3 separate regions of the Mus musculus genome follow, and regions 1 and 3 are each linked to region 2. The links are chromatin contacts, called in public HiChIP or PLAC-seq and promoter capture Hi-C maps. All regions are on one chromosome and are shown on one strand. Each heading gives the region's core, a stretch centred on a gene start, on an enhancer-like site or on the middle of the called end of the contact. The rest is flanking DNA. Distances are from core to core; before and after follow the strand shown.

Evidence for each region. Promoter capture Hi-C pulls out the DNA fragments that hold promoters and counts their contacts. HiChIP or PLAC-seq counts read pairs in DNA pulled down with a chosen protein or histone mark.
Region 1: an H3K4me3 HiChIP or PLAC-seq map of embryonic forebrain shows a contact between it and region 2, with 6 times the contacts expected there. The contact joins the enhancer-like site here to the promoter of Ptpru in region 2. A contact is called at or near these places in 12 of 39 promoter capture datasets (the 3T3-L1 cell line, the C10 cell line, cranial neural crest and 6 more), 10 of 115 datasets of contacts at active chromatin or transcription factors (SST interneurons, craniofacial prominence, embryonic basal ganglia and 7 more) and 1 of 9 other capture datasets (embryonic stem cells).
Region 3: a promoter capture Hi-C map of pre-B cells shows a contact between it and region 2. The contact joins the promoter of Snhg3 here to the promoter of Ptpru in region 2. A contact is called at or near these places in 1 of 39 promoter capture datasets (pre-B cells) and 2 of 9 other capture datasets (adipose tissue and liver).

What each region holds. Positions count from the first base shown.
Region 1 is chr4:131,059,176-131,062,399 of GRCm38.p6, reverse strand. No RefSeq gene overlaps it. Among named protein-coding and RNA genes, the nearest start is that of Gm42317, 4.4 kb to the left of the region's middle. Within about 2 kb of position 1,454, at least 24 of the 459 cell types and tissues checked have an H3K27ac peak or open chromatin away from gene starts, as enhancers often do. A contact at or near this core is called in embryonic basal ganglia and embryonic forebrain, where this site is marked.
Region 2 is chr4:131,836,689-131,839,900 of GRCm38.p6, reverse strand. It overlaps Ptpru (protein tyrosine phosphatase, receptor type, U), which reads left to right and starts at 1,623. Exons shown (of 31, transcript NM_001083119.2): 1 at 1,623-1,817. The coding sequence starts at 1,745.
Region 3 is chr4:132,352,053-132,355,232 of GRCm38.p6, reverse strand. It overlaps Snhg3 (small nucleolar RNA host gene 3), which reads left to right and starts at 1,547. Exons shown (of 3, transcript NR_003270.2): 1 at 1,547-1,636; 2 at 2,535-2,570; 3 at 2,990-3,180. It overlaps Snora73b (small nucleolar RNA, H/ACA box 73b), which reads left to right and starts at 2,707; the gene lies at 2,707-2,911. Snora73a (small nucleolar RNA, H/ACA box 73a) reads left to right here and starts at 2,254; the gene lies at 2,254-2,458. RefSeq lists a cis regulatory region at 1,289-1,808.

The DNA.
Region 1 (3,224 bases), core at 205-2,704, 780 kb after region 2:
TGAAGGTCGCCAATTACGAGCCCTTCAGAGGATATCCAGAACCCATCACATCTTCAGTCCAAAGTTCTGGGGGGAGGTGACTCCTAAGACTGCGGGTCCCCAAGTTCCACAGTCGGAGCAGGATGCTGGCTGCTGTCTCCTGTCATAGAAGCTCCCACATGGCTCTGCCTGACCATGCGCAGGCTCCAGGGATGCAGAAAGACAGCTGACATTGCTGAGGGCTGCCTTCCCTGTGGCAGTGTCTGCATCTATGAAACAGCCACCAGGAGGAAAACAAAATTATACAGTCTGGAGGTCCACACCTGTGGGACAGGGGCCCCACCCCAGGATCCCTCATCTCTGAGCTAACAGGGGGTGACTAAACATCCTATCGGTTTCTTTCACGGCTTCAGTAAACATTGCCTACGAAAGCAACAAGCGTTTCATTACTTAATGTGTGATAACTAGTCCCATAAATCCAAATTATCCCTGTAAATCTAAATGAAATGCCCAGGTTTAATGTATTCGGGACGCCTAATTAATGAAGCACCTAGCTATGGCCATCGCTAACCTGCTTGCCTCTACCCCAGCACTCATCACAAAGTTGTGTTTGGGGGCGGAGGGGATGAAGTTCAAGGTTCTGGGAAGATGGCTAGCTTCCATGAGCACATCTTCTCAGCACCCCTAGAGCTGCCTAGGCTCCCTCTTATCTGTTCTTCTCTGACCCCTAGAACACTTCCTTGCCATTGTCTGAGGAGGAGGTGGCCAAAACAGCTTATCGATAAAGAAACCCAGAGACAAAATCAAGAGATTTGAGCTGGACACTAACATGCAAGTCATTTGCCCTCATTGAACCTCAGTTTCCCCTTCAATATAGCAAAGGGAGAGATGGATAATCACAAGGTCTTTTCAACAGCTGTAGAAAAGAGGAGGGGGGATAGGGGAGTGGTCTATGAGTATAGAGCTGTGTGACCTTGGAGTTAACCTCTTTCTGACTCAGTTTCCCTATCCATGTATTGGGTACAATAACAGCCTCTGTTCATGGGGCTCTGAGGAGCCTAAGTGTAATCCATAAAGTGACGTGTTTAATACGAACCCCATAAACGTTGCTCTGCAGAGTGGCTACTCCTTAGCCATCTTAAGGCCTCAAATTCTAGGTGGAAACTTGGGGGATGGTGTAGGATGGGAACCAGTTGGAGCTGGAGACAAGCTGAGCTCTTCCCCAGAGGATGGGTGAAGTGACCCTCCCTGGCCCAGATCTGTCCTTCTGTGGTCAGTCCCATCAGAACACTGGAGGGGAATACCCAGTAGCCACGATGTCTCATATGTCCATGTTACTGGGCACTGTTAAGTGTCCCAGGTCAAGGATCTGTACTGTGTCTCCACACCTTCTCTCCCCACTACCCCCACAGCAGACCACCCCTAGGCTGTAAGCCACTCTCTTCTCTCCCTGTTGTTTCCCAGCTGTGACAAGAAATGTCCCATCAGCTCAGAGACACACAGCCATCTGGCTGGTACAGCCCCCTCCATAATCCCCCTCTCCCCCTCCCCTCCGCAGCTGCTGAGCCACCTGCTGAGGCTCTCCCAAGGCTGACACCTGCTCCTCCTGCCCTGGAGATGATACATTTTCCACACGGCAACTTTTATTACTTATTGATTTTCCTTGATCTCTTCCAGCCAGCTCCATTTTTATCTGGTGTAACTAGAAACCACCCACTATGAGATGCAGGGTTTAAAACTTTATAGCCACAAAGAAGGACCCAAGTCAATGGACTGTCACCTCTGAAGGGGAGGGTATCACTGCTGGCTGCCACTGCTGGGCTGGGGGAGGGGAGCTGGGGCCTCCATTCTGGGGAGCTGGGGTTTTGAAGCTGGGTAGAGAGAGGGTGAGCATGGGCTTCTGGGTAACAGGAGGGCCTCAGAGGAGTGAGAGCAGGTGGGACAGGGACCTTGACAGTGCTAAGACAAGGTCATGAGTGACATTCCACCCATTCCCAAGACACCCAGGAGGAGCGGCAGCCAAGCTGTTTTAGGGCTCTGCCATGCAGAAGATGGAGCTGGGGTAAGAACCCAAGCCACACTCTGTGAGGAGTTATGTGGGGTCAGCCTCTGAGGACTCCCAGGGGAAGCTGCTGCAAGTCTATTCCAAGGAGGGAGAGACACTGGACTGGACTTTGGACCTGAAGCCACCAATTACCACAGTCTGTCTCCCCCTCCCCCTCCCCTCCCCCTCCCTCTCCCTCCCTCCCTCTCAGAGACCTTTAACTTGGATCTTTGTTTGTGGCTATAAAGTTTTAAACCCTCAGAGAGAGAGAGGGAGAGAGAGAGAAAGAGAGAGAGAGAGAGAGAGAGAGAGAAAGAGAGAGAGCACCTCCCATACAATCCACATCCAACTGAATCTACCTCTCTGGACAATCTTTTAATAATTCTTTGTATTGTATGTATTATTGTCTATACATAATACAATACACACGAGTCTATAAAGGAAGTAGCAGACAGGGAGAGAGAGAGCCAGAGCCCTAGCATAGAGAGCTGATTTAAAGAAACTGGCTTAGGCTATTAGGAGGCCACCTTGTCCGAATTCTTCAAGCTGGACACGGTCATGGTCAGGAGGCTGGGCCAGGATGCACTGAGCTGAGCTGTGCTCTGGGGACTTCGCAGAGCCAAGCTCTTGCTGGCCAAGCACCACACCCCCGCCCTTCTTAGGAGAAGCCAGAGTGTTTCCTTCCACATCCTCCCTCCAAACGACTGCGCCAGCCTCACCTGCCTTGCCAATCACCCAGTCCTAGCAATGTACTGATTTATATATTAATCTCAGCCCAAATCTACCTTCAGAGACTAGCATTTGATCCCAAAGAGAGTGATAGTGACAGCAGTGGTGACAGAAGGAAGGTAAAAGCCCTGGAGTGACACCTGACTCCTTCCCAGTAGCTTACCTCCTCCAGTTCTCCCTGGCACAGAGCCCTGAGCCAGCTGCTATAAGGCCTGGGCTGTGTAGGACTAATGGTTGACCTCTCTGGTCCACTTTTTTCTCACCTTCAGAAACGGGGTCTCTTCACTCACAGCTCTGTCCCCCTCAGCCTGGCTCACCATCTAGCCTGCTACAGGTCACCTCATCTCTGTCTAAGGACTTGGCAGGAAGCTGAGAAGCACTGATACTCTCTGATTCCAGAGAATTCTCAGGCTGTTCTCTTCTCTCTGCTTCTCCACTAGTCCCCATCCCTGGGTCTCAGAGGACAATAGGA
Region 2 (3,212 bases), core at 374-2,873:
GCTTCGGGCTGGCTGCAGCGTTCCTTCCCATTGGTCTGGCTGGCTGCAGCGTTCCTTCCCATTGGTCTGGCTGGCTGCAGCATTCCTTCCCATTGGTGTGCTTGAGGCTGGCTCCTCACACGTCAGGTCTAAGATCACGTGGCATGGGGTCACATCCTTGGCAAAGGCGTCTGTCTTGGACTGTCTTTTCTGAAGCGTGACCCGACCCCCCCCCCCCATCTTTTAGTGTTCCTTGTTGCAAGAGCTTCATTTCCTTGAGGGCGCATGCCTCAGACTGAAGTTCCATATGTATTTATTTATCTGCGGCATGAAGTCTTCGTGAGAGCAAGGGCCCTCTCTGTAAGTACTCATCTATCAGTTACCCGCTCATTCATTACTCATCGAGTATGCGGGATACCAGGCCCCGGGGGAAAAAGCTTCCCTAGGGGGACACACATTCTAAACATGGGGGATATATACCAAGTCCATCACATAGCAGGCAGTCTGTTTAGAAGTGCAGCGATCCACTTTCCCTACTGTAGGTTCCAACCCCCCCCCCCACCCTCTCCTGCATCTTCCTCCTGAATGTAAGCTTCATGAGGGTGGGGATTTTAAAAAATATTTAAATTATATTTAAAATATAATTTTATATTTTATAAATATACACGGCCAGAAGTGCTGGTCTGATGCGCAGTTACAGGTGGTTGGACAAGGGTGCTGGGGATCCATCCTGAGCCCTTTGCAAGAGCCGCGTGCACGCACCTAACCACTGAGCCGTCTCTCTAGCTCCCGGAGATCAAGCCTTTGTTTTTTAATCTCCTCGGTAGTCTACAGTCATCACTGAACCAACAAGCCCATATCTATTCAGTATTTGAGAAGCAAATGGGTTTCCAGATGTGAGTCGGTTTTTGTTCGTTTGTTTACACATTTCGAACCAGACAACCTTGATTCAGATCTTGGTGTCGCCTCATACTGACACATAATCTTGAAAAAGTCACGCTCTATGATCTCAACTTTCTCAACTGTGTAATGGCATTAGAATGGTGTGTGTCCCCTAGGGCAATAGTGAAGATGAACAGAGTCCCAGAGAGAGGCACACATGGCACCTGGTCTTAAGTAGCCACTGACAACTATGCTGGTGGTTGTGCAAAAACTTGGACGGGGCAGAGTTCCAAATCTACTTACTCCGAGTAGCCGGAGGCTACTGTAGAGGCACGAGCGTCAGTAAGAGAGAAGTGAATTTCATATTACTGAAAGTAAACGGCAACATTCCAAAGGCCCAACAACGTTTCAGGTAGATGAAGAGTGCTCTGTCATTGGAGGGAGCTGGGAGTTTATGTTCAGAGTAGTCAAGGTAGGAAAAACTTAAGCAACTGAGGGAACAGAGGAGCCAAGGGTTCCTGGGTTACAGTCTCAGCCGTGGGCAACGGATGCGTTGAGAGTGCCGACCTGAACACCGGCACCGGCCGATGGATCTTGTCGACGGGGTGCGAGAGTGGGGGATGGGCACGCCAAGGCCGGCGGGCCCAGGGAACCGGGCCGCAGCGCGCGACACCACCAGCAGGGGACGCCTCGAGACCGCGGAACTCGCGCCCGGGGGCCTGACGTCAGCGCCCCGCTCGTTCGGGCTCCCGCTCTGGACTCGGCGCCAGTCCCGCTCCGCGCGGCACTGCTCCACTACGGCTCCCGCTCGCCTTGGGCTCCCGGTCGGGCTCCGGAGGCGTCGCCTCCCCAGCTGCGGGTCTCCAGGACCTAGGCGGCGGCCATGGCCCGGGCTCAGGCTCTGGTCCTGGCGCTCACCTTCCAGTTCTGCGCGCCTGAGACCGAGACTCCCGCAGGTAAGCGCGCGCGGTCCCTCCAAGCTTATCCCGCGAGTGCCCGGGGGGCCGGGGATGGCTTGTCGCTGGTGTCGGAGTGCTCCAAGCTTCTGTGGCCGCTGTGTCTGTAGTTTGTGTGCAAACTGAGGTTGAGTGTGTACCGCGGATGCGAGTGTGCTGGTGTGAGTGTCGCCTGCGTGGAGCACCGGGTGTGCGCTGGCTCATGTTTGTCCACGCTGCCAAGTGGGTTGTGTATCTGAGTTTCAGTGGCTTGGCTAGAGTTGCGTCTGATCCTGTGTTGCATTTGTTGGCTTTTTTTTTTGTATTCCCTAGGCGGGAGTACTGTTTGTTGCTGGTGCGTTTGAAAACCCGCGTGTTTGTTTATGCCTGTGCTGTGAGGACTCGGTGGATTGTGCCCAAGTGTGGGCCCGAGTGTGTGTGGTGTGTGTGTGTGTGTGTGTGTGTGCAGTCGTGGGAACCGGGTCGGAACCTGTGTGAGCTCTGTGCCCACGAGTGACCCTGTGGGAGTATTTGGGGTGTACGATGCTGTGTGGGTCCGTGTGAATGTCAGGGATGCGGGGAATACGTATGGGGGAGCGTGTCTGGAGTGGATGTGAGTGTGTCGGTGAGCGATGGTTTCGTGGCTAGGGACGCTGCGAGCTTGGGGTGCTCCTAGGCCGTGGTCGAGTGTGGCCGGGACCCGAGGGTGTGTGTGCATGTGTGTGTGCATATGTGAGTGTATGTGTGATCGCGCGCGCGCGTGTGCGTGGCGCACCCGGCCGGAACAAGTTGTCGCGGCGGCGTCCCCCGGAGGCTGGGGCGGCCCTGCGGCTGGCGAGGGAAGGAACGGGGAGAGACGTGGCTGTAGCCGCCGACTCCGACATTTCGGGCGGTTTGTTGTTTCGCAAGTTCCGAGCGGCGCTGGCTGGCGGCTGATCCGAGGAGGCGCCAGGGCCGCGGGGCGCCCGGGATGGGGAGGGCCGTGGGGCGCACCCGGTTGCGGGCGGGGCTGCGGCGTCGGGGCCCCCGCAGGGCCTGGCTGGAGGCCTCGGGACAGCGTCCCCATCGTAGCTCGTCAGAGGCGTTGGGGACGCCGCGGTCCCCGGGGACGCTGCCTGCGTCTGCTTTGCAACTTTGTGCGGCCTCCCGGCCAGTCGGGCACGCGCGTGCGGACGTGTGTGTGTTGTGTGTGTGTGCGTGTGTGCGTGTGTGCGTGTGTGTGTGTGTGTGAATGTGTGCATGGGCCTCCCCCTCGGCCTGCGGTGAGATCCCGTGCTTGAGTGTGCTTTGGAGCCTGGTGTCCTATGGAGGGTGTGTGCGTGTGCGTGCGTGCGTGTGTGTGTGTGTGTGTGTGTGCATTCCCATGTCTGAGTGTGTGTCCAGTGACTGTCTGTGCGACCGCGAGCGCATCGCATC
Region 3 (3,180 bases), core at 298-2,797, 520 kb before region 2:
GAATTCAGAAATCCGCCTGTCTCTGCCTCCGGAGTGCTGAGATTAAAGGCATGCGCCACCACTCACGGCTGTTTTTTTTTGTTGTTTTGTTTTTTTTTGTTTTTGTTTTTTTGTTTTAAAGGTCAAGACAAATACTATATATATATATATATATATTTTTTTTTTTTTTTGTTTTTGTTTTTGTTTTTGTTTTTTTGAGACAGGGTTTCTCTGTGTAGCCCTGGCTGTCCTGGCACTCACTTTGTAGACCAGGCTGGCTTTGAACTCAGAAATCTGCCTGCCTCTGCCTCGAGAGTGCTGGGATTAAAGGCATGTGCCACCACGCCCAGCTGACAAATGCCATTTTTACATATGTTTGAGAACAAGGAGTTTCAACAGTCCCTTACAAGGATTAACTCAATATGGCCCACAGCTGAATGAACCTCAGGTTGGTGTCACCAGGCTGGTGTCACCAGAGTGGCTGGTACTGCCTGTCCTCTCTGGCAGGCTGCCCAGTTTCTGCCCAGGGCACCTCAGCAGTGACTCATTTGCTGCTTGGCACTTGGCACATTACCCTTCCCTAAGCGTGAAAAGAAACCAGTAGTCAGAACTTTTTGTTGGATGTTTCTCTGATCCCATGTTCCCGTGGTCCAGATTATTAGGTCTCCCCTTGTTCCTGCAGCTTTGGGGTTAAAACATCTCCAGAAGGTTGTTCTGAAGGTTCACACTGCCCACTGTTTTTCGTGGAGAGAGACTGAGGTCTGAAAAACCATGTCAGAAAGGAGAGGGCAGAGCCAACAAGATGGCTCAATGGGAGCTGGGTGTGGTGACGCACGCCTTTGATCCCAGCACTCTGGAGGCAGAGGCAGGCGGGTTTCTGAGTTCGAGGCCAGCCTGGTGTACAAAGAGTTCCAGGACAGCCAGGGCTATACAGAGAAACCCTGACTCAAAAAACAAAACAGAAAAACCTACACCATCACGCCCAGACAGCCATTCTTTCAAATAAATATTTCACAACAACATTCATCAGGCTTAATTTCATGTCTTAAAAATCTGGGAAACAGCATTAGTGTTTTGTTTTTGTTTTTTCGAGACAGGGTTTCTCTGTGTGGCCCTGGATGACCTGGAACTCACTCTGTAGACCAGGCTGGCCTTAAATTCAGAAATCCGCCTGCCTCTGCCTCCTGAGTGCTAGGACTAAAGGCGTGCGCCACCCTCCCGCCTTCAACCAGGAATCTTAACCACTAAGCCACCTCTCAGGCCCCCTCCATGGGAAGTTTTTAATTGTAGCATCTATGTTCTGTATCAACTGTTCCTTCCACAAACAAAGTAGATTCAAACTCTGGAATCTAGAAAATATTTCTCTAGGCTTTTTTTTTTTTTTTCATTTTGCATATACCAGTGTATCCAGGCCGAGAGGACAAACCTCACAAGCTCAACAATTTCACGCTAAGACCGCCAACACCTTAGTAGGGTAAAAGTTCTCGATCCCATCAGCCTTAGCGCATTTCCAATGCTTCTAAGTGAGCGTAACCCTGCGCAGGCGCAGGCATAGTCGACCACGCCTGACTTCCGGGCGTTACTTAAGGTATAAATATGGCTGCGTCGGCGCGGGTCTGTCTCTCTAGGCGTCGCTCTCTTGGTGTGCTTGTTCTTGGTGAGTACAGTGCGCTGCTCTCGGCTGCTGAGGGTTTGCCCGCGCGGTCCCGCACGGGCTCCGCAGACAGGCAGGGTCGCGGCTGGGCGGACCCGGTGTGGGAGGCCGGGCTCACTAGCCGAGCATGGCGTGAGGTCACGCGCCTCCGAGCCCAGTAACCGTTTTCTTTCGGGGATCCCAACGCTCGCAGGATTATTGCCTGGGAGACTGAGTTGGTCTACGCACTTTCCTTTAATGTTCACTTTAAGAGGACAGGGTCTTTGGTTCCTGCCTTGTGATTTGAAGTGTTAGCCGCCTTCCAGCGTTCGGTTTTAACTTAATCATTTCGCCTTGCTTCCCAGTTATACTTTCTCTTCACCTTGTAACGGGATTTCTGCAGTTTTTTGTTCATTAATCTCCCATTTTTCAGAGGACCCTTTTTTAGGTAGATAATTTCTGGATAGTTTGGTTCCGATGGGGGTGTTGTGTTCTGTTTGCTTCAAGATCTGAAAAGGTGGCTGAAGTCTGTAGTCACAGCACTCTGGAGACAGGCGTTTTTGGGGTTTTTCCTCCAGCTGGAGGTCTGGCAAAAGGACCCTGTGGCATTTTGTCAAAAAAAAAGACATTACCATGACTATCCGACGTGGATATCCCGGGAGGTCACTCTCCCCGGGCTCTGTCCTAGTGGCGAGCGGGAGCTTAGGGCATTGCCCGGTGATGTACAGTCCCTTTCCACAACGTTGGAGATAAAGCTGGGCTTTCGAGTCTGCGCCTGCATATTCCTACGACTTCTCAGAGTCCTGTGGACCATGACTGAGGAGACAAACCATGCAGGAAACAGTTTTTTAAGTCATGCAATCTGGGGGTGCGTCCGAGTACTCTAAGGGTTTAACTTACTGATTAAAGTCTTCTCTTGCAGACCCGGTCAATGATTTCAGGTACTTTGTTGATGGAGGTACGTTCACCCTGAGGCTGGCTTAGTGCTTTCTGCTCCATGTGTACGTTATTAGTGATATACACTGTGTGTGTGGGGGGGGGGGGTGTAGTCGCCTGTTGAAGTTGACTAAACGTTTGGGTGCTAACCAGACATTCCAACGTGGATATCCCGGGAGGTCACTCTCCCCGGGCTCTGTCCTAGTGGCGAACGGGAGCTTAGGGCATTGCCCGGTGATGTACAGTCCCTTTCCACAACGTTGGAGATGAAGCTGGGCTTTCGAGTCTGCGCCTGCATATTCCTACGACTTCTCAGAGTCCCGTGGACCATGACTGAGGAGACAAACCATGCAGGAAACAAAAATTTAAATTCCTAAGGCTTTTGGTATGTCAACTTTAGGAACCTGATGTTTGTGTTGTTTTTTTTTTCCCCTCTTCCAGGAAAGAAGAGAATCAGCGGGGGCACCTACTGAATAGTTATTATATACAGCGTGCTAAAATTTTGTCTGTTACAGCCTCGGCCATTAGAAGCTGGGGCAAGCTTTTCTGCCTACTTAACTCTGGTAAATACATTTCTTTTGATAGGTTATGTCTAGATTTGAGAACCTTCACCATGGTTCTCATTTTTTGAG